4 separate regions of the Mus musculus genome follow, and all the other regions are linked to region 1. Evidence: chromatin contacts called from public promoter capture Hi-C data. All regions are on one chromosome and are shown on one strand. The core of a region is the stretch at or near the end of the contact, and the rest is flanking DNA. Distances in the headings are between cores, read along the strand shown.

Region 1 (6,163 bases), core at 2,119-4,618:
TGTGTGCTATTTCAATTAAAGAGTTCTTTGTTTTTTGGATTATAGTTTTGATGAGATGGCAAAATATGACCTACCTGCTTCAATTAACTACATTTTGAATAAAACTGGCCAAGAACAAATCTATTATGTGGGTCATTCTCAAGGCTGCACCATAGGTATGTATCCAATAAAGAGGTCAAAGGCAATGTGTCTTAGAAGTGAAATACACAAAATGACATTACTTCAAGTAGAGTTTTTTAAAATAACAGGCAGAAATCATGAATAGGGCAAGGGATTTTCAGTAATAATCTATAGAAATTCAGAATTTAATATAGATTATCAAGTTTCTTAAAATTGAAAGAATGGATGTAGGCTATATGTTATGTGTTTCCCAGTTTTAAGGAACATAAGACTGTGAGAGGGTAGAAAAATGGGAAGTTTTCTAGTGTTAGAAACCTTACAGAGTCAATAAGAAAATATACTTAAATCTTAACTGCCCCAGGCGGGGTTCATCTCGGAGGTTGCCTAGCATGTTTGAATCCCAGGGTCTAACCTGTAGCTTCACCCAAAATAGATACCTTAGTAATCAAAGAAATTAAGTTAAGTCAAGCATAACTAACCACAGAGATGGCAGCTCATACTTTATAGCTTTGGGAAGCTATTTGCATGTTTTGTTCATGTATTATAAAACTAACATGTTTTCAAGTGTGTGTGTTTGTGTATGTGTGGCCAATGTGTTGTACAGGCCTGGTCTTAGCTGTCTCCCTCAAGCATTGTCTGTCTTGTTCTTTTGAGATAAAGTCTAGACACTAAATAGGCTAGATTGTCTGGCCAGCCAGCCTCAAAAAAGATTTACCTATTCCTGCCATCCCAGTGCTGAAACTCAAAGTGCAGCCCACCACACGTGGCTTTGTGACATGGGCTTTGGGGATTAAACTCAAGTTCTGTTTGTATGGCAAGCACTTTATGGAGTAAGCTGTTTTCTCAGTTCAATATGTTTATTATTATTATTATTATTATTATTATTATTATTAAATACAAGTACAAAATTTTACAAAGTTTAAAAACTGCAAATCAACACTAAATTTTTACAAGCATGGAAACATATTCCATCATTTCTTAGATAATGACATTAGGTGTTCACTAGCACTGTCTTATTCGAGACACATGGAATACATTCTGCATGGAGACTCACAAAGGAAAAAGCTTGAGTGTTAACATGTTATTAGATTGCCCTGCCTTCCAGGAAATAGAGCTGGACGGTCGTAATTAATAATACTTCTTTCGTGTCTGTTAAAAATCCATGGTGTGTCCTAGGGACGGGTAGCAGCGGGTGATCTAAGAGGTGTGTAAAAGATACTTTCCAGCAACGGGAGTCCAAATGTGGTTTTTGAGACACTGGTGTTCTGCTTGGATGGTCTGCAAATTAGGAATGGAAAGCAGGGGAGAAGTAGACCTGTGGGGTGGAGCTGTAGAGGTTCATGTTGCCATGGGAACAGGGAAGACTTTTTGCTGCTTCTTTCTTCTTCTTCTTCTTCTTCTTCTTCTTCTTCTTCTTCTTCTTCTTCTTCTTCTTCTTCTTCTTCTTCTTCTTCTTCTTCTTCTTCTTCTTCTTCTTCTTCTAGATTTATTTATTTATTATATGTAAGTACACTGTAGCTGTCTTCAGACACTCCAGAAGAGGGCGCCGGATCTCGTTACAGATGGTTGTGAGCCACCATGTGGTTGCTGGGAATTGAACTCAGGACCTTTGGAAGAGCAGCAGTGCTCTTAACCGCCAAGCCATCTCTCCAGCTCCATTCTCTTATCTTTTTTCTGTGCATATTGTAGACTTAAATCTAGAACCAAATTCAGTGTTTCTGAGCCAGAGCGTTTTAGGAACTCTGTTCAAGTGTACAAGGGAAGCGTCACTTGCATAGTTACTGGGCTTCCTCTGTAGGTTACAATGGCTGACCATTCACATGTTCTTTTGTGAGGAATTCCTTGAAGATCTAGCTAATTCTTTCTTTTGCTCTGCAGGTTTCATAGCTTTTTCACAGATGCCTGAGTTGGCAAAGAAGATTAAAATGTTTTTAGTCTTGGCTCCCGTGTTGTCTCTCAATTTTGCTTCAGGCCCGCTACTTCAATTGGGACGCTTGCCAGACCCTCTTCTCAAGGTACTTGGGCCCCACCAGTTTCGCTTCTCCTCAGATACTCTCTTCTGAGCTGAGAAATTGGTCATTAGAGGAGAAATGGCAGTGTCCTCTGTACCTGCTCTTACGAGATCAGTGGGTGTGCTTGCCTTCACCTACCCCACCCCCCACCCCGCTCCACCACAGAGGCAGCTAGGGGTCTGTCCCGTTAACTCAACACTCAGTGGCATGTTTTCTTAGTGAACATGTTCGTCCAGTTCCCTACCCACTGTACAAGGAGGGTACAAGGAAGTCTTTGGAAAGGTACCTTAAGTGTTCTAAGTGCTTTTCATCCATAGGGCATGAGGGTGTGCAGGAGTGGACAGGAGGTAGGTGACAGGATATGTGCCATTCCTATGTGCCTGTCCCTAGCCATGCAGAATACAATCTAGGACATTATCTTAATAGAGCATATTTTAGAATATGACCCGTAAGCATATTAGTGCTTAGCCCCAAAGCTATGCAACTCTAAGCTGTATTCAGAGGGGGAAACAGCACTCAGGAGAAGGAGTATGAGTTCTTTAAGACTGATTAGTCCATTATTCCTCTCTTATGTATTATATATAGACACAAATGCATGTGAAATCCTATACAGCATTATCAACAGTCATATGCTGTGTACGTGGGTTTATTTTCATGTTTTGGTTGTGAGCCTAACCTTTAGTGGCTGAGTCATACCTCCAGCCCTGTAATGGGTTTTTTACAATGAGAAACCGTGCATTGGATTGTGGTCCTAACAGATTACAGTGAAGCTGAAAACTACCTATCCACTAATGACATCATAGCCTAACATACAATTCACAATTTGTGGTGATGCTAGTATACAATAATTTATGGTGACAAGAGTTATCTGAAAGTGTCAGCCATATAGTTTTGCACGTTATTTATGTCATAGTTGGCTGTAAGTGCCAACTAGACACCGCCTAGGATCATTTAAGAAGAGTCCTAATTGAGGAATTATCTAAATCACATTGACTTGTGGCGTGTCTGTAGGGGATTGTCTTGACAAATAATTGATACAGGAGGTCCCAGGCCACTGGGGGCAGTGTCATCTGGGGGCAGATGGTCCTGGGTTGTATAAGAAAGCTGCCCAAGCATTAGCCTGTGTGTGTGAATCGGTGAGAAGCTCAGTGATTCTCAGCTTAACTCCTTCTCTGACTTTGTCAATGATGGAATGTGAGCTGGATGTGTAAGATGAACTACGGCCTTTTCTCTCCCAGTTTGCTCTTGGTTAGTGTTTCACAACAGCAACTAAAAGCAAGCCAGAATAATGTCATACTTGATAATACCGACTACTGATTTATTCATCCCCTTTCCTTTTAATCATTATCGTAGCATGTACTCTTTGGTCTTGCAAAAATGCTTATTGCAAAGGCACGTAGCACGATGTGACAGCAGTGGACTTGTGAGTCTCACATTCACCACGTCTTTTGATTGTACCAAGAGGCTGTGTCAAGTAACCTGTACCACCTAGGATTGTGTAAGGATATTACTGTGAGAGAGTTGCACAATGATCACATTGCTTGAGAACTTGGTTCTTAGAACGTCTCCGTGATATTAAGTGACTCATTACTTCAAGGTACGCGTAACAAAGCTCCCCACCCCTCTCAGGCCGTTTTGAAAGTCTCTCACAGGAAGGATGTACTTTCCTCTGATCTCAAAACCTGACAGCTACTGAGGTGGAAGAATCACTGTCTTATGCTTCGTTGTCGTTTTAACTGCTACTTGGTAGGTTTTGGGTTATAAAGAGCTACAGTAATTTAGTCAGACTGTTGTGGTAGGAAGTCATTGCACCAGCAAACATGCTGATAAAACTTTGTTTTGACAGTCTTTGTTAATAGTGCTGATTTGCATTACAAACACTTTAGAAATTACACGTACTTCCTGACTACTAGGCCACCTCCATAAGTCCTTTCTTTAGGATTACTCGGTTTAGAGGTCTTTGCCTACAGACGCCACATATGAATGTATGCACATAGAGATGCACCAAGAGAGATGTATCGTTTTGTTTCAATGTGGATGGTATCCAATTCTATAGATTGTTCTGCATGTTGCTTATCTCCCAGGGACAGCTTGCCTGGGATTTGATTTTCTTATTAAGTGTTCCATAGACAGCTTTTGATTATAAAGACCTGCTATTAATTAGCTGGACTGCTGTGGACATTCAGGCTGGTGGGGGGCATCTCTAGAGTAGAGACAGGGGAATGTGGTTGCTGCTGTAGGAATGAATGTTCTAAGTCTAGCTTGTTCCCTAGAGTTTATGAGTTAGCTTTGTCAATGTAGAAATGTCACACCTCCTCCCAGTCCACTTTGATACTACATTTTGTAAATTCTGGAGTGGGGATCATGGATCTGCGTTTTTTGTTTGTTTGTTTGTTTGTTTGTTTGTTTTGGTTTTTCGAGACAGGGTTTCTCTGTGTAGCCCTGGCTGTCCTGGAACTCACTCTGTAGACCAGGCTGGCCTCGAACTCAGAAATCTGCCTGCCTTTGCCTCCCGAGTGCTGGGATTAAGTGCGCCACCACTGCCGGGCAGGGATCTGTGTTTTTAAAACATTCTCTGTGATTCTGATGAAGACGGTGGGCCTGGCATTTGGGAACCATGATTTCAGACTAGAGTGGTTTATGGCACACACTGGGAAAGTTTAAACAAAAACTCACAAAACAAAACAAAACAAGGAAAACAAAAAACAGACAAACAAAAAAGTGAGCCATATTTACAACATATTTGAATTAGCTTCTCTAAAAAAAATACATGTTGCTTTTGCGGCAGCAAAGTGTTCCCCTCTAATCCTTTGAAGAAAAATACGAGTATAAAACTTACTAACCCATCAAATGACCACTTTGTAGACACTAAGCCGGGAGTTGTGAACGGGCTAACTCTCCATGTCACATGCCCTTGTCTCCAGGTTACTTCCTGGTCCTTTTTAGCCAACTCTTTCTTATATTGCGTTTCTGAAAGAGATCATTCAGACCTAATTGATGTCTATTTGTAGGTATTGATACATGATCCAACAGAAGATTGATTTAACAGTGTGCTGGCAATATTTATGTCCACTTGACATAGGCTACCATCATTTGGCAATAGAAATCCTCTAACTGAGAAAATTCCCCATCTCAATTGTCATGTAGGCAAGCCTTTGTGGGCATTTTCTTAATGAGTGATTGATTCAAGAGAGAGTAGCCTATTCCTAATGGTGCTACCCCTGGGCAGGTGATCCTGGTTGCTTTGAGAAAGCAGGCTGAGCAAGCCATGAGGGAGCAAGCCAGGGAGCAGGACTCTGTATCTGCTTCTACCTCCAGGTCCCTGTTCAGTGTCAGTTCCTGCCTTGACTTCCTTAAATAACATACTGTGATGTGGAACTATAAGCTGGATTAAATGCCTTCTCCCCCAACAGAAAAAAAAGTATTTTATCACAAGTAATAGAAATCTTAACGGACAAAGATCACAGACTCTCTGTGGATCACAGGCTGTCTGTGGATGGGTAAATTTTCTGGAAGAAACTAGAATAGAGTATTATACATTTAAAGTAGTGTGATATTTACACTGCAGATCGGATAACTGACTTTTTCCTTACGGGAGGAAAAAGGAAGCTCTCTGCTTTGCCATCCTGTGGATTAGTGATAAGCCCAAACAATAGAAAGAGTAGTGGTTACAGTTGTAGTACTGAGCTCAGCAGGGGCATTCAGTTTCCTCAAAGTTGTTTGTTGCTATTCACCGATCGATCATCCACTCAGAGGCAGAGAAGCAGACTGCATGCACAGCTGCATTCATTTGAGTTTGCAGCTTCTGCATACTATTCGCTAGCATCTACAGGCAAATATGTTGCACGTCTTTGGCCTTTTTCGCTTGTAGAAGCATCATCCTAGTATCTGCATTCACCATCAGTCACTGTTTTCTCTGTGTACATGTCCATCTTTGTGGCCAGATTTCTCTTCTTTAAAAGGATACTTGAAGGTCCAGCCTCTGTCTGAAAAGACCCAATCTCCAAATACCAACATTCTCAAATACAGAC
Region 2 (6,163 bases), core at 1,447-3,946, 240 kb after region 1:
AGTCTGTGGTAGACTGCTCATATGGAAGGGAACATAAGGTTCGGTGTTGGGGCAATTTGGTTTTGGCCTCAAGTCTGAGGGAGAGTTTGGATTTGGATGGCAGTCAGTTGGGGAATCAGTGAAATAACCCCTAATGAGGCCTACACCATGACATTGGCCATGCTACAGCCTTGGCATTCAGGGTTAAGCCTCTAACTCCAGTTGTGTGTCTCTGTGAGTTAGCACTGCAGAGCTAATCCAATATGCTAATTCTACTCCAAACACACCTCAAGGCTAAGGGAAGAGAGAACTCCAAAGCAGTCGAGGCTCCAAAGTTGTGGATTGCCAAGGATTGATGCTGTCTCTTCCTACCTGAGCAGGATAGGATTACACCAGGTGTTGACCATTCTTTGAGACTATTGATCAAGAACCCATTGATAAACGGGTTGGTCCCTTGTGAAGATGGAACAATGAAGAAAACAGAGAAAAGTATCTGCCAGACAGCTCAGCAGATGACACTTCCTTGCTGGTGAGTGGAGTTCAATCCCAGGGTCTCACAAGGTGGTGGAAAAAAATCGACTTTTGCATGTAGTCTTCTGTTTTTCGAATTCACATTTCTACCCACATATACAGATACACAGACACACAGACACGCTAAATAATAAATGTGATAGCTGTTTTCAAATTTCTTACCCTCATGAAATTTTTAGTTTGGGAGAAAAGCAGTCAGGGTCTAAATTCTGCTCATTTCAGAGTTCAGAGAAGTGTTTTCAGGAAGCCCCACTGGTCTCTAGGCCCTTGCTATTGTGGGCTCTTTTCTCTGCATCTGAGATTTCTGGCTTATCTCAATACTGAGAATGGAGAAAGGGCAGAGATATTATTTTTTTCTGTCTCCTCTACAGCAAACATAACACAAATTCTTCTGGCAGTGCGTGCGTGTGTGCGTGTGTGGTGTGTGCGTGTGCGTGTGCGTGTGCGTGTGTGTGTGTGTCTGTGGTGTGTTCTAGCATCCATGGATAGGCTAATTGAAAGTTATTGACAGATAATGGCTTCTGAGCACAGAGGTTCAGTTTTCTTCAAGGGTGTTGATCATGCTATATTGGGCATCCTGGCAGTGCTAACTGGACTCAGCGGATTACAACGAAAAAGCAGAAGACAAGAGTTAGAAAACAAATGAAGGAGTCTTGGAGAAGTTGGAGGGAGAGGGGGATGTGAGAAATATACATTGCACAGACAAACGCAATTCTCAGAGTAAATAAATAAAATAAAATAACTTGAAAACCAGCAGCATATCTTCCTACTCTTTAGATCCATAGAAATCAATAATAATAGTCTCTGGGGCTTTGTTGTTGTTGTTGTTGTTGTTGTTGTTGTTGTTGTTGTTGTTTTCAGAAGAATTCCCGTCACCAGCTTCTCTCAGTAACTTCAAGCTTTACTGAAACAGCGGCCACATGCCACATATGTCCTGACCCCAGAACATTAGGATTTTTGTCAGGTTCCAAAAACTGCTTCCTAATTAGGAGAACGGAGTTTATTTTTACCAAACAAAGCCTAAAGCAACTTTGCCAAGGTCAGATGGAATTCGCAGGAACATTTTTTATTGCTTCCTAACCTTTAGCTGACCCACCTAAGTTCTTAACAAGTTGCGTTCTATGACGGGGCTGCTCTTTCCAAAGTTTTCAAGACGATGGATAGGGCTTTAGGTTTAATCTTACTTTTAATACCTAAGTCATTAATTTAAAGTAACTCCCCCCTCCCACAGACATTCTTTATGGGAGACCAAGAGTGGTCTCTGCTTGCATTGCTATCCTAGAGATATGGCTTGAGAGCCTAACCGAATAACCAGGTGACTAATTAAGTCTTAAGAACTTTACTCCTTTATCAAGTAGCCAAGCTACTTTGTATCGTTATTTCTTATCATTTATGAGTCATGTCAGTGTTTCAACCCTAACTTTAAAGTGTAATTGGCTAAGGCGCTGGGGCTAGTAATACAGCTCAGTGGGTAAAAGCTCTTGCTTAGCAAGCCTGAGGTCCTTGGTTCCATCAGTCCCTGCGACCCATCTAACAAAGTCAGATGCACCAACACGTATCTGATCTCAGCACGAGAGTGCTGAGATGGGAGGCAGAGACAGGACAATGTCTCAGAAGCTCATGGCCAGCAGCCTAGAATATGTATCAAAGAAGAAACAAGATGCCTTCCTAACAAGCTACAACAGAAGAACTGACTCCGGAACATTGACCTCTGATTTCCACAGGCATGCACATGCTCGCGTGCGCGTGCGCGTGCACACTCACAGACACACACACACAAACACACACACACACACACACACTTAACTCACTGTTTCTGATTTTTAAAAATGTAAAGCAAAATATTCCCCTTCCCTTAGCTTGTGTCTGCTAGGTATTCTGCTATGAGATGCAAAAATGATAAAGACCATGCTCTAGTGTCACATCCACCCTGACCAGCAGGAAAGACGCAACACCACGTTGTCTTCAAGCAGGTTTATTGCAATGAGGAAAGGGAATTCGGACACGTTAAATACACTACTGACTCCTCCAAATCACCCCCCCAACTCCCCCCCCCCCCCCAATCACGTAACAGCAGTCCATTGGTTCACAGCAAGGCGAGCTGAAGAGGCATGGCATCTGCGCAGTGCAGGCGGCTGGGATGTAGCTAAGTCTGAGGTAATGAGGAAGTCAGAAGCAGGTCATAAGACCTGGCAGCCTTCCAAGCGCCATCTTGGGGCGGCGGCCGCACCTACTCCTCACACTCTAGGTATCAGTGCCTGACTCTGATAAACTGATTGGCTGTTGGGGATGAAGCAATGTGCTTTTCTTTAGAGAGAGGATGCAGAAGGAATCATATCTAATGAACTGTTTTCTTCGTTCTGAACTGCATGGAAGAGTTTCACAACTGCCCCCCTCCTGGAAACTTTTGGGATTGCCCAATCACTTTCTTTACTAGAACCGTTGCACTTCCTGCTTCTCTGAAAACTGCAGACATGGAGATGTGGCTCAGCACTCAAGAGTGCCTGCTGCTCTTGTGGAGATTCTGACTTCAGTCCCAAGCACCCACGTGGCAGCCCAGAACTTTCTGTAACTCCAGTGATGGTCCCTAAGGAGGAGAGACACACTGGCATGCCATGAATGGCTGGGGAAATGAAAGTTGAGGAATGAAACAGAGACATTAAAAGCACTTTTAGAAAGACTAAAGATCGCATGTTTGGTTTTGAAAATTCCCTATCAGTTCAACTTTGTTTCTGTATCAGTCAATGATTTTTTCCCCCAGCAGCTTGGCCTTATATGTAAACATACACATATTCAGGCTCACGATCTTTAGTCTGTTATTCAAAATACCTAAGAATGCTGCAGAATTGCCTTTGGGATTCTCAGTTAGACAGACCTTGGGAACCAAATCAGAAATGCTTGCTTCGATGGCATATATGTAACATCAGAAAGACAGAGGAAATACTGGAGGAAAGTTCTGCCATTATATGAGCAGGGTCTACATGAAGGAGCATGCGCACGGGCTCCCGGAGGGTTTTAAGTATTTCTATCAGTGAGTCAGTATAGATTCCGAGTGGGCAGTCACTGTTTAAACATGTATATTGTAATCCTTGGAGCAACTCCTTCAAAATTAAAGAAGGAAAGTGTGAAACGCTAATGTACAAAGTAGTAAATATAGAAAAAAATATTCAAATGCTATATAAGAAGGCAGGGGAGACGCCAGAATGACAGGCCGCATGTGGGAACCAGTCAGAAAATGACTGAGCTCACTGAACCATTTCAGATATTATATTACTTGTTGGTAGAGTGATCATGAGAGGATATCATTCATGTTCCTGAACTTCCTTTGTGCCGTATCACTACTGTATCAACACTAACTAAGCTCTCAGATTCTGGCTGCCCAAAGCCCAGACCACAGCTAAATTTAAGCTGATCTGTTTTAATTTGAGAGGCTTAGGAGGTGTTGTTTCATTTTATTCAAAATGGCCAGTTAACAAACCACCCCCCCTAGCTGGCAGCGTTAAGATCCCCTCCCCCACCATGGATAAGCTGCCAAGAAACTAAGTGTGGATGTCAGCTCTCTATCAGAGACCATGTAATGCTCAATTCTTGGCTGATTTCTCCAGGAGATTACACATCAGGAGCAAGATACTTACTGCACACATTGCTGGGACTACTCTATGGACATTTGTATTATACATTCACAAATATCATTTCCTATTAGCTTGGAAATAAAAAAGCAACTGCTCTAGTGGTTATCATTGTTACTTATTTCTGATAAGCCAATAAGGATTGGGGGTGGGAAACAGATTCAAACATTTAGAAAGGAGTTAGATGAGTACTGTTGGATCTAACCTTTTTCAGGTGTATCTGAAGAAATAAAACTACTTTTAAATCTTAGTATATTTTATATAATCCATCATTCAGATCCCAACTTGAATTTAAGGTGGTCCTGTAGATAAAGAATGTGACAGTTTCAATTTTCTCCCTCCCAGGGTCACCCCTTATATATAGAATTTGGTCATTTAACCTTACTTTAATTAAGTAATTTTACATACATTGTTTATTATTATCATTATCATTATTTTTATTATTAATGTGTGTGATGTGTGTATGAGTGTAGGCATGCACATTGTGCACACACATAGAACTCAAGTCCCCTCTTCCACGATGGGTTCCAGAGATCAAAGTCCAGTTGTCAGGTGGACAGAAGCCCTTTTAATTGCTATGTTTCATCCCTAGCCTGTGATTTGCCTGTTCTGTGATTGTCTTTGTCCTTATTTACTTGGTCAAGTTTTATCTTTGAAGATGGAAAAGAGATACATTAGTTCTTATCATACCTGGTTGGAGATGAGACACCCATTAAAGAATTGAAATGTATAACATCCAAAACAGTGAAGCCAATAAAATGCCCCACTTTGTCCAGTTTGGGAAAATGTATTCCAGCCTAAATCCACAGCTGACTGAACAGAGCTTGAAGATCAGACTCCATTACCGAGGAAGATGTCTCTTCTGCAGATTTCTTATGGGTTAGGCAGAAGGAGGCAAACTGTTGCTGAGCAATGAAACCCTCATGTCAGACAATAGCTAAGATGTATCCCTTTGCCAGATTTTAGATGCCTAAATATCAAGTTGGGAATTCCAGAGTTATGCTGACTAATTTCTGGACTTTCCCAATGCAACGTTGATATTCTGGTCTCTCCCATTCCCTAGCACTAATATGAATTGTGCTAAACTAGACAAAGAATTATTGATTGGTCCCAGCACTTCTCAACATGTGCTCTCTCAACTGCTGTGCATTAGCATCATCAAGCTTAGATGCAAATGAACCTGGAAGTCAGGAGAAGGCTGAGGACTTGCTGCACTCGAAGAGAGTCAATAAAAGGAAAAGTTAGGAAAACTTGGCTCTGTCAGATTTCCTAGGCCTTTCCTGGGGACAGAAGAGGAAGCTGACCTTAGGGGGAGATTTCTTTAGAGAGACAAAGCTATACAAACATAGCAAGGACTTTGCCCTTCAGTAAAGAATGAATAGGTAGGTACTTTGATGTAGGAACATAAAATTGAGTTATTTCATAGCATCATTGCCTGAATTTCAGCATTAAGCATGGGATGTATAGAGTGCTTGTGTATTGAAAAGTATTCTCTTCTAGAAACATGTACATTCACATTCCCTTCTAATATCAGTACAGTTGTATATGAGGCTAACATCAGCATACTTTTCCAAAATCAACCTGTTTGCTGAATAATTATAGACATTCACTTACTTACGTGCTCGTCCTAAATGGTCAAGTAAAGCATCCATGTAAGTAATATTTACTGAGGATTTCCTATGGCAACTCTATAATTGGTATTGGGATCCAATGGAGAAGTATCTGTCAGAGCCCTTGATATGGGTCAGCTAGGAAAGGTGCACATAATGGAATCACCATGCATACACTATAGGCTCTTACAGCCTGCGATGATTATATGAGGAAAATACAGTACGTGATTCAAGTCTACAAAAAAAGACCTACCCTAAGCTGCGTATGGTGGGGTATTCTGAGAGTTGAGGCAGGAGGACATCCTTGAGACCAGGCATTTAAGGCCAGCATCAACAACATAATGAGACTGTGTCTCATCAAGTAAAAGTGAAAAGATCTGATCAAAGGGGAAAGGTTATTAAGACAGCACTTTC
Region 3 (6,163 bases), core at 2,308-4,807, 180 kb after region 1:
ACATAAGAAAATCAAGAAGAGGGAAGACCAACGTGTGGATATTTATTCCCCCTTAGAATAGGGAACAAAATACCCATGAAAGGAGTTACAGAGACAAAGTTTGGAGCTAAGACAAAAAGATGGACTATCCAGAGACTACCCAACCTGGGGATCCATCCCATAATCAGCCACCAAACCCTGACACTATTGCATATGCCAGTAAGATTTTGCTGAAGATACCCCGATATAGCTGTCTCATATGAGGCTATGCAAGTACCTGGCAAACACAGAAGTGGATGCTAACAGTCATCTATAGGATGGAACACAAAGTCCCCAATGGAGAAGCTAGAGAAAGCACCCAAGGAGCTGAAGGGGTCTGCAACCCTATAGGTGGAACAACAATATGAAATAACCAGTACCCCCAGAGCTCGTGTCTCTAGCTGCATATGTAGCAGAAGATGGCCTAGTCGACCATCACTGGGAAGAGAGACCCCTTGGTCTTGCAAACTTTATATGCCCCAGTACAGGGGAACACCAGGGTCAAGAAATGAGAGTGGGTGGGTAGGGAAGCAGGGTGGGGGGAGGGTATAGGGAACTTCAGGATAGCATTTGAAATGAAAATAAAGAAAATATCTAATTAAAAAAAAAAGAAAAGAAAAATGTATGCTAGCTTATAAGTGTGACACATGACCTCACACAAATTTCTGTCTGTGTGATCTATTCTCAGATCACTGGAAACAGAAAGACAAGCCAGAGGTATGACAGAGTTAAAGCCTTAGTCAAATCCCTTTGCTAACAAACTATCAGAGTTGGTGCCAAAGGACAGCTTAAACTAAGTTCCATCTAAACACCGCATGGCATAAGAAAGTTGGACCAATATGGGAGCCAAACTTCCTTCTTCTGGTGCACAAATCTATTTGAACCCGGAAATTATTGAAAGATATAAGTCCCAACATACTAAGAAATCCTGGCTCAGAACAGGAGTCTCTGGAGGAGTTGGTAAATAAATAATAAATAATAAATAATAAATCTTCTATGCATGAAGTTAGTACACATAAATACAAGACTTGTCATTCAGATCTACAATTCAAATTCAAAAATACACCAAGAAGGTCACATGAGTATGGCTAGTGATGTGGCTCAACAGGTAACCTTAGTACAAATTCCTAGAACTCCTGTAAAAGGCAGTTATGGCACATATGTATCTGTAAGCTTGGTAATGGGAAGTAGGCAGAGATGGTGGACTGGCTGCCAGTCTAGGTCCAGGCTCAGTAAGAGTCTGTCTCAACAGAATAAGGTGGAGGATGCTAAATCAGGATACCTCTTATTCTATGGCATCTCAGTACGTGCACATAGACATATACATGTGCACACAAATGTGTATACAGTGCACATGCATAAGTTCTTGGGAGCCATGTGAGGACAGTGAGTTTATGATTGGCAGCATGAGATCACAAGTAAAATTTAATTTTAAAAGTATTTTTAGGAAGGACTCATGAAGAGCTGTAGACTCCTTAAAGTAGGATGATGGAATAAGATTGTGACTGTAGCCTTGGCTGGATTTAAAATCACCTAAGAGACCCACCTCTAGGTAGGCCTGTGGGTATGCTCCAGATAGGCTTAATAGAAGAGGGAAGACCCACACTGAGAGTCTGCACACCATCCCATCCCATGAACCAGGATCCGAGTGTGAATAAAATGGAAATGAAGAAGGCTGGTGGAGCACCAGCCCTCCAAGGTCTCTCCTTCCTGCTACAGACACAGCTTGACCAGTTGCCATGGTCCCCCAGCCCTGGCCTCCTTGTCATGATAGACTGACTGAACATTCAAAGCACAAGGCAAGCCTTCTTCCTTTGGTTGCTTCTTGCCAGATATTTGTTTACAACAAGAAAAGAGACTGATAGACACAGCTTTCCACGTAACCTTAAAATATCCATGAATAGGAAGCAGAAACATATGTATAAGTGAGCATTCACAGATAATTAGAAATGTCACGAACAGTGGACAAAACGATAAAAAATGGGAATGGTTAATTTGAGGAGAGTAATGAAACATCTCCCTACATACGATCTTCATATAAAACTATAATTTCAAACAATCAGAGCAGAGAGAAGTTCAAAAAGCTACAGGAGGTGATGCTCTACTCTGGGAGGAAAGAATTGAGGGACTCATACAGGAGTTATTCAAAGAGAAAAGATCCAAGTCTTCAGAACAGCAAGGACATGGTATATGCATGCGTGTGTGTGCGTGTGTGTGCGTGTACACTCATATATACATATACGTATACATATACATAAACATATACACATGTAGCATCATTAAAGAAAAATAAGGACATGAGTTTGAAAGAGGGAAATGAAGGTGTTAGAGAGAGGAAAGGGAAGGCGAGATGGTATAATTATAATCTCAAGGGATAAAGGTAAATATAGCTGGGCAGTGGTGGAGCATGCCTTTAATCCCAGCACTTGGGAGGCAGAGGCAGGTGAATTTCTGAGTTCGAGGCCAGTCTGGTCTACAAAGTGAGTTCCAGGGCAGCCAGGGCTATACAGAGAAGCCCTATCTCAAATAAATAAATAAATAAAAATAAATAAATAAAAAATAAAATAAAAGTCATACTGCTTAGCAAATGAGTTAAAACTAAGTTTACTATAATCTCAACAATTAGGAGGGTGAAGCAGGAGGATTACTACAAATTTCAGGCCAGCCTAGACCACAGAGGAAGATCTCAAGAAAACAGGGATAATGAAGGATAGGGAAAGAAGCAGCAGAAAGGGGAGAAGAGGGAGGGGAAATGGGGGAGGAGAAAGAGATTAATAAATCCACATTGGAACTCTTTTAAGTTAAATTGCTGAACACCAAGAAAGTGTGGTAAAGGAACCTTCAGAGTCTATTAGAGGAAAAGAGAGGAGTTGCCTAGAAAGGAATATTTAGACCAGAAGTGGGCATATCATTAACAATGAACACAAGAATACAGTGGACTGATGTTCTAAAAGCTAGGGAGAAACTACAAATACTGTGCATTATGTAGACTTCCCCTTTCCGTTCCTAATTATCTGTCTGCCTGCCTATCCATCTATCTATCTATCTATCTATCTATCTATCTATCTATCTACTTATTTACCTGGGTAGTAAGGATTGATTCAAGAACCTTAAGGGTGCTAAGAAGGTGGTCTACTACTGAGTTATCTTCCAGCCCCTGGTATAAAATCCAAGCAGGAAAACTTCCATTCAGATGAGAGCACGGGAAATAATTGCAAATAATGTTGTGCTGTATGCCATATCGAGATCACTATATGGAAACTAACAATGTAGTACTGCATAGGGCCTGGTCAAATACCAGAGGACTCTGTGGTTACTAATGAAGAATGCTTAGAAGTTTAAGTATGCAAGGCCCATGGGGGTCCCTGACCTCCTTTTGTACATAGTCCTTTTTCCTGCAGCCCATACGTGACATAAGTATTCCTTCTCATGATGTGTACCACAAAAAAAAAGATTCAATCACTGAAGCAAGGTAACTTTGGAGCAAAAGGTCACTTTAAGTCCAGAACACAGCCATGGTTATTGATGTGGGAGTGGTCATTCCCGGAGCCTCTGGGTGAAGCCAAGGGGAAGAGACTCACATCCTCCAATACAAAGCCTTTTCAAAGGGACTCAGAGTTCTTGGTTCAAGTTCAAACTCATTAAAGAAGGCACAGGATGTTCTTATGCTTAATCTCACCTTAAAACGTGGGAGTTTCATATCTGAACTCTACTGGGTTTGTCCTTCTGCTCTGTCCAACTAGAAAGCTGGACAGGACATACCTCAGAGAAAACTGTCATACCTCAGAGAAAACTATAGGCAAATCCCCCAAGCTGTGCAATCTTTCTGCTTAAATGCACTTTTGAGACCACGGTCATCAGATTCCTCAAGAATATCAGACATCTGCCAAGCTAAAGTATTCTTGACAGTAACAGCCATAGAATGAACCATTTAATTATTAAAAGGCTTTGGAAAGGAATTTCCTCCTAAGAGGTCAACTCAAGCTTTAAAGATTCATTCATTGCACAGGTAGCATTTAAGTCGTCATCTAGAGTAAAGAAAAATGGAATAACAAGCAAGACAACAGAGCAATAGAAATGCAAAAAGAGATACTTTAATTTAAAAATTATTTCTTCTATTATACATTTCCACATAGAGAGGAAAAGAACTGTCCATCAATGGAAGGTCTTCAATTAACTGCGAGTATTTGTTTCAGTTTATAATTCTCCTCAGTTCATAGTATATGAATATAAACACAAACACTGCAGATTCCACTTCACATTTAATACAAATTTCATGGACATTTGAATGTAAAAATTGCAGTAGACAGAGAAAATGGTTCATCTCAGCAACTGCAGAGAATAACAGAAGCAGTCCCTGGAACCTGCTAGTCATTTGACCCTCACTGAGTATCAACTACCATTTGCTGGCAAAGAGAACACACCAGGAGTTGCCAATGTCAATACAGTTGGCATTCATTTTGTTTCCATCATGGGTGGCAGGCTCTCTCCTCTCTTCATGGCTGGAACTGAGGTAGTTTTCACTCCAGACATTGTCCTTCATTTTCATTTCCAGTGTCTGGGGTTGATTTTCCAAGGTCCTTCTGGACCATGTCCTGAAATTTATCTAAGGTTCTGCGACATTCGGCTTTTTTGAGACCCTTGATTAAATCTTGATATGCATCACTCTTCCCATGAGATTGGTACCAGCACAGGAGCAGCTGGACTTTCTGCTCAGCTGTGTCTTGGATGCTGTCATGCATGATCTCATCTATCTTGCCCTCCTTGATGTTATTTTCTCGAGCAAATTTTTTAGCTTCCTGGATTGTCATGTCTTCAGCAATTCTCGGGATGTATTTACTCAAGCTAAGATCTGAAAAACAGAAAATAGTTTCTGAAAATGTCTGTCTAGGAGAAACCCCCTTACAGAAGCCGGGTTCACATCTGCGCTAGGTGAGACCCCTAGGGTAAGCTTGAGTTGTCCTCCCAAACTTGCTAAAGTATTTTATAATTTACTCTCTGAGCCAGACATGATGCATGACATCTTTATATCTTCTTATTTCATTTATGAAATCGGAAGCTTGGTCTGTTCCAGGAGCTGATCCTGTGCCACAGTGATCCATACCCAAATACCATCAAGATCTGGTTTCTCAGTGCTGACACACCTGTGAGCACAGGTAAGACCACCATTTCTTCTCAAATCCCTGGCCCAAGAGGGACCTACCCAGAGCCATCAGGACACAGGAATAAAGGAATAGCTGGGGATCCTTTTGGTTTCTGTCTGTGCACCATAACTGACCCTGTGCCACAGCTCTCCATACCCAAATTCCTCCCAAAAAGAATTGGTCTCCAAGGAGTACTGACACACAGGCTTGCAGAAGAGACAAGCCACAGTCAGAGACAGCACGACCAGCTAATACCAGAGATAACCAGATGGAGAGAGGCAAACAGCAAGAACATAAGCAAGGAAAACCAAGGTTACTTGGCATCTTCTGAATCCAGTTCTCCCACCACAGCAAGGCCTGGATATCCCAACACAGAAGAAAAGCAAAACTCTGATTTAAAATCACATCTCATGATGAGGATAATAGAGGACTTTCAGAAGGACATAAATAACTCCTTTAAAAACAGCTAGAAGCCCTTAAAGAGGAAACATAAAAATCCTTTAAAGTGCTACAGGAAAACAGAACCAAACAGGTGAAGGAATTGAATAAAACCATGCAGGATCTAACAATGGAAACAGAAGCAATAAAGAAATTCCAAATGGGAGATAACCCTGGAGATAAAAATACCTAGGAAAAGAATAGGAGTCATAGATGCAAGCATCACCAACAGAATACAAAAGATAGAAGAGAGAATCTCAGCTGCAGAAGATACCATAGAAAACATTGACACAACAGTAAAAGAAAATGAAAAAACAAAAAGCTAGTAACCCCCAAAATCCAGGAAATCCAGGACACAATTAGAAGACCAAACCTAATGAAAACAGGTATAGAAGAGAGCAAAGATTCCCAGATTAAAGGGCCAGTAAATATCGTCAACAAATTTATAGAAGAAAACTTCCCTAACATTAAGAAAGAGATGCACATATAAAATTAACTCCAATATGTACTCACTGATAAGTGGATATTAGCCCAGAAACTTAGCATACCCAAGATATAAGATA
Region 4 (6,163 bases), core at 2,111-4,610, 180 kb before region 1:
TCATAATCTATAGACATTTAAAGTACACACACAAACACACACACACACACACACACACACACACAGAGAGAGAGAGAGAGAGAGAGAGAGAGAGAGAGGGAATTCACTATTGCTTTCTCTAGAATATAACTAAATAAGTTCTTATCCTATTCTCACGCATATACTACACTTTGATCCCCATTCACACTTGTGGCTTATCTTCAGTATCATCAAGAGAAGCTATAGTATTAGGCACAGACTTTTTAAATGTGTTGGTTATGGGAAGCATTGTCTACAGGTGGGCTACTCCTATCCAAGGAGCTGTCATGACAATAACAATAAGTCATGGTGCCAAGAGCATACATCTCTCTAAACTCTACCTTCTCTGTTCTATTGATACTCAGCCATAGGAGATAGCACACCAATTCCTGTACCAACAAGTCCACACGAGTGACTGTTTGTATGCATTCAGTGAACTTTCTGGAACTACAAGAAGTGTTTAGAGTATGAGTGTGTGTGTGTGTGTGTGTGTGTGTGTGTGTGTGTGTGTGTGTGTGATGACATGTATCAGGAGTTTGGAAGACCATCAGTAAATGGATATCTTCCCTTATTTGATAGGATGTTGAATCCATTGGCTACCACTAAAGGCTAAAAACCTTTTATCTTCTGTAGGTTGTACTTTTTAGTTTCTATTTCAATTCATTTAAAATCTGTTCCATTGATGATTATCTTCCATTCATTGAAGATATGACTCTCTCTGTACTAGAGGCTTCTAAAGAAGTAGATTGATTGGCAATCTTATGGTAGACTCATGCACAATTGACTGAGATACAAATAAAAATACCTGTATTGACTTGAGTTCTATTAAGTTGGGTGACCTTTGGTGATAGTCAAGGGACTCAGCACCCTGTCAAATAAAAGAAGTCACCCTTTTATGGGTGGCCTTTTCAGCTCATGATGTAGATCATCAAAATGCTATATTAACTTTGGTCAGTATGGAATTAAAATATGATCGGCAGCAAGACAAATTCAGGCCTGGAGATTCAGGGTTGGCTTTCTAGAGAAGTCCTTGAAGTAAAGTCTTAAGGGATGGAAATAATTTGGCCTGGCAAAAATGAAGGAGGAAGATGTCTCAGCCTGCACCAGTACCTGCCCTTCTTCACCATGCCGAAACTGCCATACATTCAGTCAGAAACCAGAAAAGAAGACCATGGCTCCAAGTCAAGGCAGAATACCAGACTGAAGTCAACAGAGGAGATCAAGACAAGAACACTTAAGCAGAATAAAGGCAGAAAAGAAAGTGAGATGATGTAGCCAGCCCAGGAATCTAAATGTCACACATCAAGAAGCAGCCAAGAAGACTGGATGTGAGAGCAAGAGAATCGAACCAGGGCAACCTGCCTAACAGATAACCAGCATCTACTGGACAAGCACCTTAACACAAAACATCTTGCATTCTGATGGTAAAATTCAAACATGTTGAAAATATATAAAATATTTTTCTTCCCTACTTACTAACTCAATTTCACTGCCTAAAATTAACCTCACCGATATTTTTTTTAAGTTCAGTCTCAAGAGGAAAACAAAAAGCCTTCTCAACCTTGAGCTAACCTAAGTGTACATTCTTGTTACTTACATAAGCAGGATCATTTTTGATATGTTGTTCTGTCCCCCCCTTAATAATTTCTCTTGAGACTGTTATGTATCAACCACTAAGGTTCTACCTTATTGGAAAATAGTTGCTTAGAATTCTACTACGTGCTCTTATGCTCTTGCCTCTCTCTTGCCTCTTGCCCCCTTACCCCCAATTCCCTCCTCCACGTGGTCATGGCCGGTCCCCATTTCTCTATTCTCTCCTTCTCTCTGCCTTTCTCTGTCTCTGCTACCCTCTTAACTGCCCTCCCCATGCTCTGAATAATCTCTATTCTATACAAAAAAAAAAAAGAGGAATTCTATCACATACTTTTATCTACAATTATTTGATACATTTTTATTGATGTGATTTTATATCGTCTTCTGGTTTTTGCTTTTATAAACAATGCTATAATTATAACTCAAGTCATTTAAACATTCTATCTCAGCTCTAGCCTTGTACTTTGAAAAAACTTAAATTTTAAAGTTCAACAGGCAATGAAAGCAGTCATTATTATTTATTTATATCTTCTACTTATTACTATGTATTGATTATTTCTTTTTTCTTTAAGATGTCTTTATCAAAATACATTATTAACTTAAGGATCATATTTAAAGTGCAATTACATGAATTATCTACATATATTAACAACTTGAATGGTTACTTTAGAAACAAAAATTTTATTTAAATATTCAAACAAAACAATATCCTAGGTTTGAGACTTTGTGTTGCCTAGATTTCCTGAGTTCAAATAAACTGAGTAGAAATAAATTTCTGGAGTTCTTTGGAGTTTTGGAGATTTTTTCAAACCCTTTTGAGTCAGGATAAAAATGAAGTGATTGTAACGTTACCGAGCATTTACTTTGTCCTTGTTGGCATGCTTTCAGATAGTTTTCGTGAAGTCATTCCCCACCACATTATAGGATTAGTCAAGGGATATGACAGAGATTTTAGCTAGTCGTCTACAACATCGCTGTGAGTCAGTTCTTGATCCAACTTAGCGTAGCTAGGACAGTGTCAGAGCAGTGGTGAGCTTGAGCTTAACAGGTCATAAAGCTCATTGACCTGTTGAGTCAGATCATCTTTAAGAAAGGGGGTTTGGTTATAAGTGATGACACTGGTTGTGATCTGTTTCTATATTTTGGGGAACAAGTCCTATCAGACCCCAAAGGCTGAAGAGACAACATGAGATGCATCATTCTGATCTTTGTGAGTCATGCTTATAAAAATGCTTGCTCTCTAGATGAAGAAATTGGAACCCTGAGAGATCAGCAAGCTTCCTCACTCACTGTTTCCGTGGGTATGAATCTGGAATAAGAGCTTTGCTTTCCTGACTCTTGTTATTGCAAGCATCCGGATGCATGTGTGCTCCTATTACAATTCAATTTATTTCAGATATCCCTGGATTTTAAATCTTACAACACAAACCTTCCTCAACGGGAAAGCTCTATGGTCATTTCTCTCCTTTTTTAAAGAGGTGAAAAATGACCGTATTATTTCTTTTCACTTAATTATTTTTCATTTGTCACTTGGTCCTCTTCCCATTGAGTGACATAACCATCTTTCTGAACTTCATGAGTGTTGAAATGCTCATAAAGGTGGATGTGGTCATTGAACTTTGACCTCTGACTAAGGTTCTCAACTTTCCAGAAATGATTTTCAGATCCAAAGTTTTACTGATAGGACTAGTCAACTCATTTCAGAAACAATCAAATAACCTGTGCCCTCAGGGGTTCACAGAGATTCAACTGCCAACCAGAGAGCATGCATCAGTCTGACCTAGGCCCTCTGCACATATGCAACAGTTCTGCAGCTGGGTCTTCATAGGGGATTCCTAAAGTGGGAGCAGGGGCTGTCTGACTACATTGCCTGCCTTCAGATCCCTTTTTCCTTACTGGGCTTCTTTTCAATAAAAGAAGAAGATGTGCCTGATTTTGCTACAATTTGCTATGTTAAAGCTGGCTGATACCCATGGGAGGCGTCCTCATCTCTGAGGAGAAGGGGAGGAGAGATGGATGGCGGGATGGATGGGAGATAAGAGAGAGGGACTGAGAAGAGAGGATGGAGGGGACACTGCAATCAGGATGTAAAATAAATAAATAACTTAATTAATTTAAAAAAAAGGCAAAGCAAAATTTTTAAGAAATCACAAGGGACAGCACAGTAATATTATGTTCCCCAGAGCGATTTGGTGAAGAGACTGGTTTATAATTTCAAAATATCTTGCCATTTTCTCAACTACTCTTTACTGTCACTTCTGCACCTTTTTCACTGATAGTGGTGATTCATTCTGTGTTTTCATAGCCTGTTTGGATGCTCCAGCTTGCCTCTGCAGTGCCCTCTGGTGGCACTGCCACCCTATCTTCCTCCTCTCTCTCCAGTGGAGCCTTTCACTTCCTTACATTCCAGTCAGATTCTCTATCAAGGGGCTCCCCTCCCTCCCTCCCTCCCTCCCTCCCTCCCTCCCTCCCTCCCTCCCTCCCTCCCTCCCTCCCTCCCTTCCTTCCTTCCTTCCTTCCTTCTTCCCTCCCTCCCTCCCTCCCTCCCTCCCTCCCTCCCTCCTTCCTTCTTCCTTCATCCTTCTTTCATTCTTCCTTCCTCTTTCACCTTCCTTCATTGTCTTCTTCTGTTGAACAATTTTTATAAGCACCCAATTCATGACAGATACTATACTAGATGTTTGGAATTTAGTGTGAACTAAGACATATATGTCTTCCTCTGTCACAGCGCAACGTCTAGTGGACAATACAAACAAGTGGAAAGGGAGTTGCCAGACCACAGATGAGCATGCCACATGTAGAGGACGAGTACGAGAAGCATCCATTCCTGTCTTGAGCAATAAGGGAGCAGTCAAGGAGGATTTCCTGGAGGTGTGGAATGGCTAACTATCTGAGATTAAAACGAGCACTTAGAGGAGAATCACAGAAAAAGCTATAATGTACGGACGTGCATAATACACAGGGACTGTGTTGAACGAGGTAGAAAGAGGTGACTGAAGTGAAGTATGCAAACAGTGGGCAGAAAGGAGCATGGACACCAAAGACTTGCAAGTCAGGCTAAAATGTTTGAAATGCCAGCATCTGTTCTAGGAAGGCACTGTTTGCAGAATGCGCTGAAGACAGCTAAGTGCTAATGGAGAAGCATCACTTAGGAGCTTTGGGCTACAGTTCAGGGGAAAGGTGTTGCCGTCAATTATGAACAATAAGGGCGATGGAGACCCATGGAGGGATTTGAAGGCTCTGAAGAGGGGTTGGAAAACTTGATGACTAGATCACTTGTCGGCAGTCAGGCTCATTTTGGTTTCCAAGGCTTGTTGGCAATGTCTGGAGACATTTGGAGAAGATGCTGGAGATGCTTCTAAGCATCCTGCCACACAGGATGAATCTCGCCCAGCCCCACAGTCAATGCTGTTCTACTGAGAATCCTGGGTGATGGATAACTCAACCATTTTGATAATGAGGCTATGTACGTTAACTCACAACTCATTCTGATTGAAGGCTAAGTAGTTAGGAGAAGATGATAAGACATTTTAGTTCCAGACAAGAAGCAGCAGAAGAAGGGGACTTCACAAGATTTTAGTTATTGCTTTTACTATATTGGTGTTTGTTTTTTTAATTAAAAAATTTAAATTAGCCCTCTGCTGTTTGGTAATTGAGGTGGCCATCACAGACTCTGGGTCTCTTTTTTCATCGCAGACACTTCTACTGCAAAGATGGCCAATGTTCCTAAAACCCAAAGGACTCTTTGTAAGACATGTGGCAAGTATCAGCCTCACAAAGTTACCCAGTATAAGAAGGGCAAAGATTCCCTGTATACCCAAGGGTAGTGGTGCTATTATTGCAAGCAGAGTGGCTACGATGGGCAAACAAAGCCAATTTCCCAAAAGATGGCCTAAACCACAAAGAAGTTTGTGCTCAGGCTTAAGTGTGCTGAACCCAACAGAAGATCCAAGAGCATCCTGGCCATTAAGAGGTGCAAGCATTTTGAACTGGGAGGTGACAAGAAGAGAAAGGACCAAGCGATCCAGCTCTGAAACTTGTATTGTCTGAAAGGAAAACATGAAAGCAGTAGGAAAACGATCTGTTAGAAAAGAAATTTATTGTCAGTGATACAAAATAAGTTTAAATTAGCATACAAGATACTAGATATCATTACTGCATTTTGAATGATTTGTTTTAGTGATTCTTACCCCAACCCATTCCCCCCACCTTTCTGCTACCCCTAACTTCTCTTGTGTGGTGGCCCCAGCATCTACCTCTTGTTGTATTCCTGTGTCCTTTTGCTTACCTTTCATCCTTTCTAGGTACCTACTTGTCCCCTCTCTTGGTCTCCTTTTGAGTTTTTTTAGACTCTGCACACACTTACATGTGTGTATAAATGCATATGTAAAGACTAGGATCTGCATGTGAGGAAGCATAAGGCTTTTGTCTTCTGAGTTTGGGTCACCTCAAATTCAAAAATTCTATAGGGTATGTGTTCCACATTTCCACTGTTCATTTATCTGTTCCATTTCCTCCCCATTATGTGTAGAGCACTATAAACATGGTTGTG

What was found. Capture Hi-C pulls out chosen DNA fragments and counts their contacts.
Region 2: a contact with region 1 is called in a promoter capture Hi-C map of adipose tissue. A contact is called at or near these places in 5 of 39 promoter capture datasets (the C10 cell line, embryonic stem cells, liver and 2 more), 1 of 484 Hi-C or Micro-C datasets (bone marrow-derived macrophages), 4 of 130 datasets of targeted methods (bone marrow-derived dendritic cells, bone marrow-derived macrophages, double positive thymocytes and 1 more) and 3 of 9 other capture datasets (adipose tissue, liver and pancreatic islet).
Region 3: a contact with region 1 is called in a promoter capture Hi-C map of adipose tissue. A contact is called at or near these places in 1 of 39 promoter capture datasets (embryonic stem cells), 59 of 484 Hi-C or Micro-C datasets (3T3-L1-derived adipocytes, the AML12 cell line, B cells and 36 more), 7 of 130 datasets of targeted methods (CD8 T cells, a beta-TC-6 cell line, bone marrow-derived dendritic cells and 4 more) and 3 of 9 other capture datasets (adipose tissue, liver and pancreatic islet).
Region 4: a contact with region 1 is called in a promoter capture Hi-C map of liver. A contact is called at or near these places in 1 of 130 datasets of targeted methods (pancreatic cancer cells) and 2 of 9 other capture datasets (adipose tissue and liver).

The regions. Positions count from the first base shown.
Region 1 is chr19:34,502,981-34,509,143 of GRCm38.p6, reverse strand. It overlaps Lipa (lysosomal acid lipase A), which reads left to right. Exons shown (of 10, transcript NM_021460.3): 5 at 46-155; 6 at 1,999-2,135. Among named protein-coding and RNA genes, the nearest start is that of Lipa, 21 kb to the left of the region's middle.
Region 2 is chr19:34,267,089-34,273,251 of GRCm38.p6, reverse strand. It overlaps Gm31355 (a long non-coding RNA gene), which reads left to right. Exons shown (of 4, transcript XR_386664.1): 2 at 360-508. Among named protein-coding and RNA genes, the nearest start is that of Gm31355, 8.1 kb to the left of the region's middle.
Region 3 is chr19:34,325,700-34,331,862 of GRCm38.p6, reverse strand. Fas (Fas (TNF receptor superfamily member 6)) reads right to left here. Exons shown (of 9, transcript NM_007987.2): 9 at 4,093-4,870. The coding sequence ends at 4,539. Among named protein-coding and RNA genes, the nearest start is that of Fas, 38 kb to the right of the region's middle.
Region 4 is chr19:34,682,843-34,689,005 of GRCm38.p6, reverse strand. The region is part of intron 2 of Slc16a12 (solute carrier family 16 (monocarboxylic acid transporters), member 12); the gene reads left to right. It also overlaps the pseudogene Gm46654. Among named protein-coding and RNA genes, the nearest start is that of Ifit1, 45 kb to the right of the region's middle.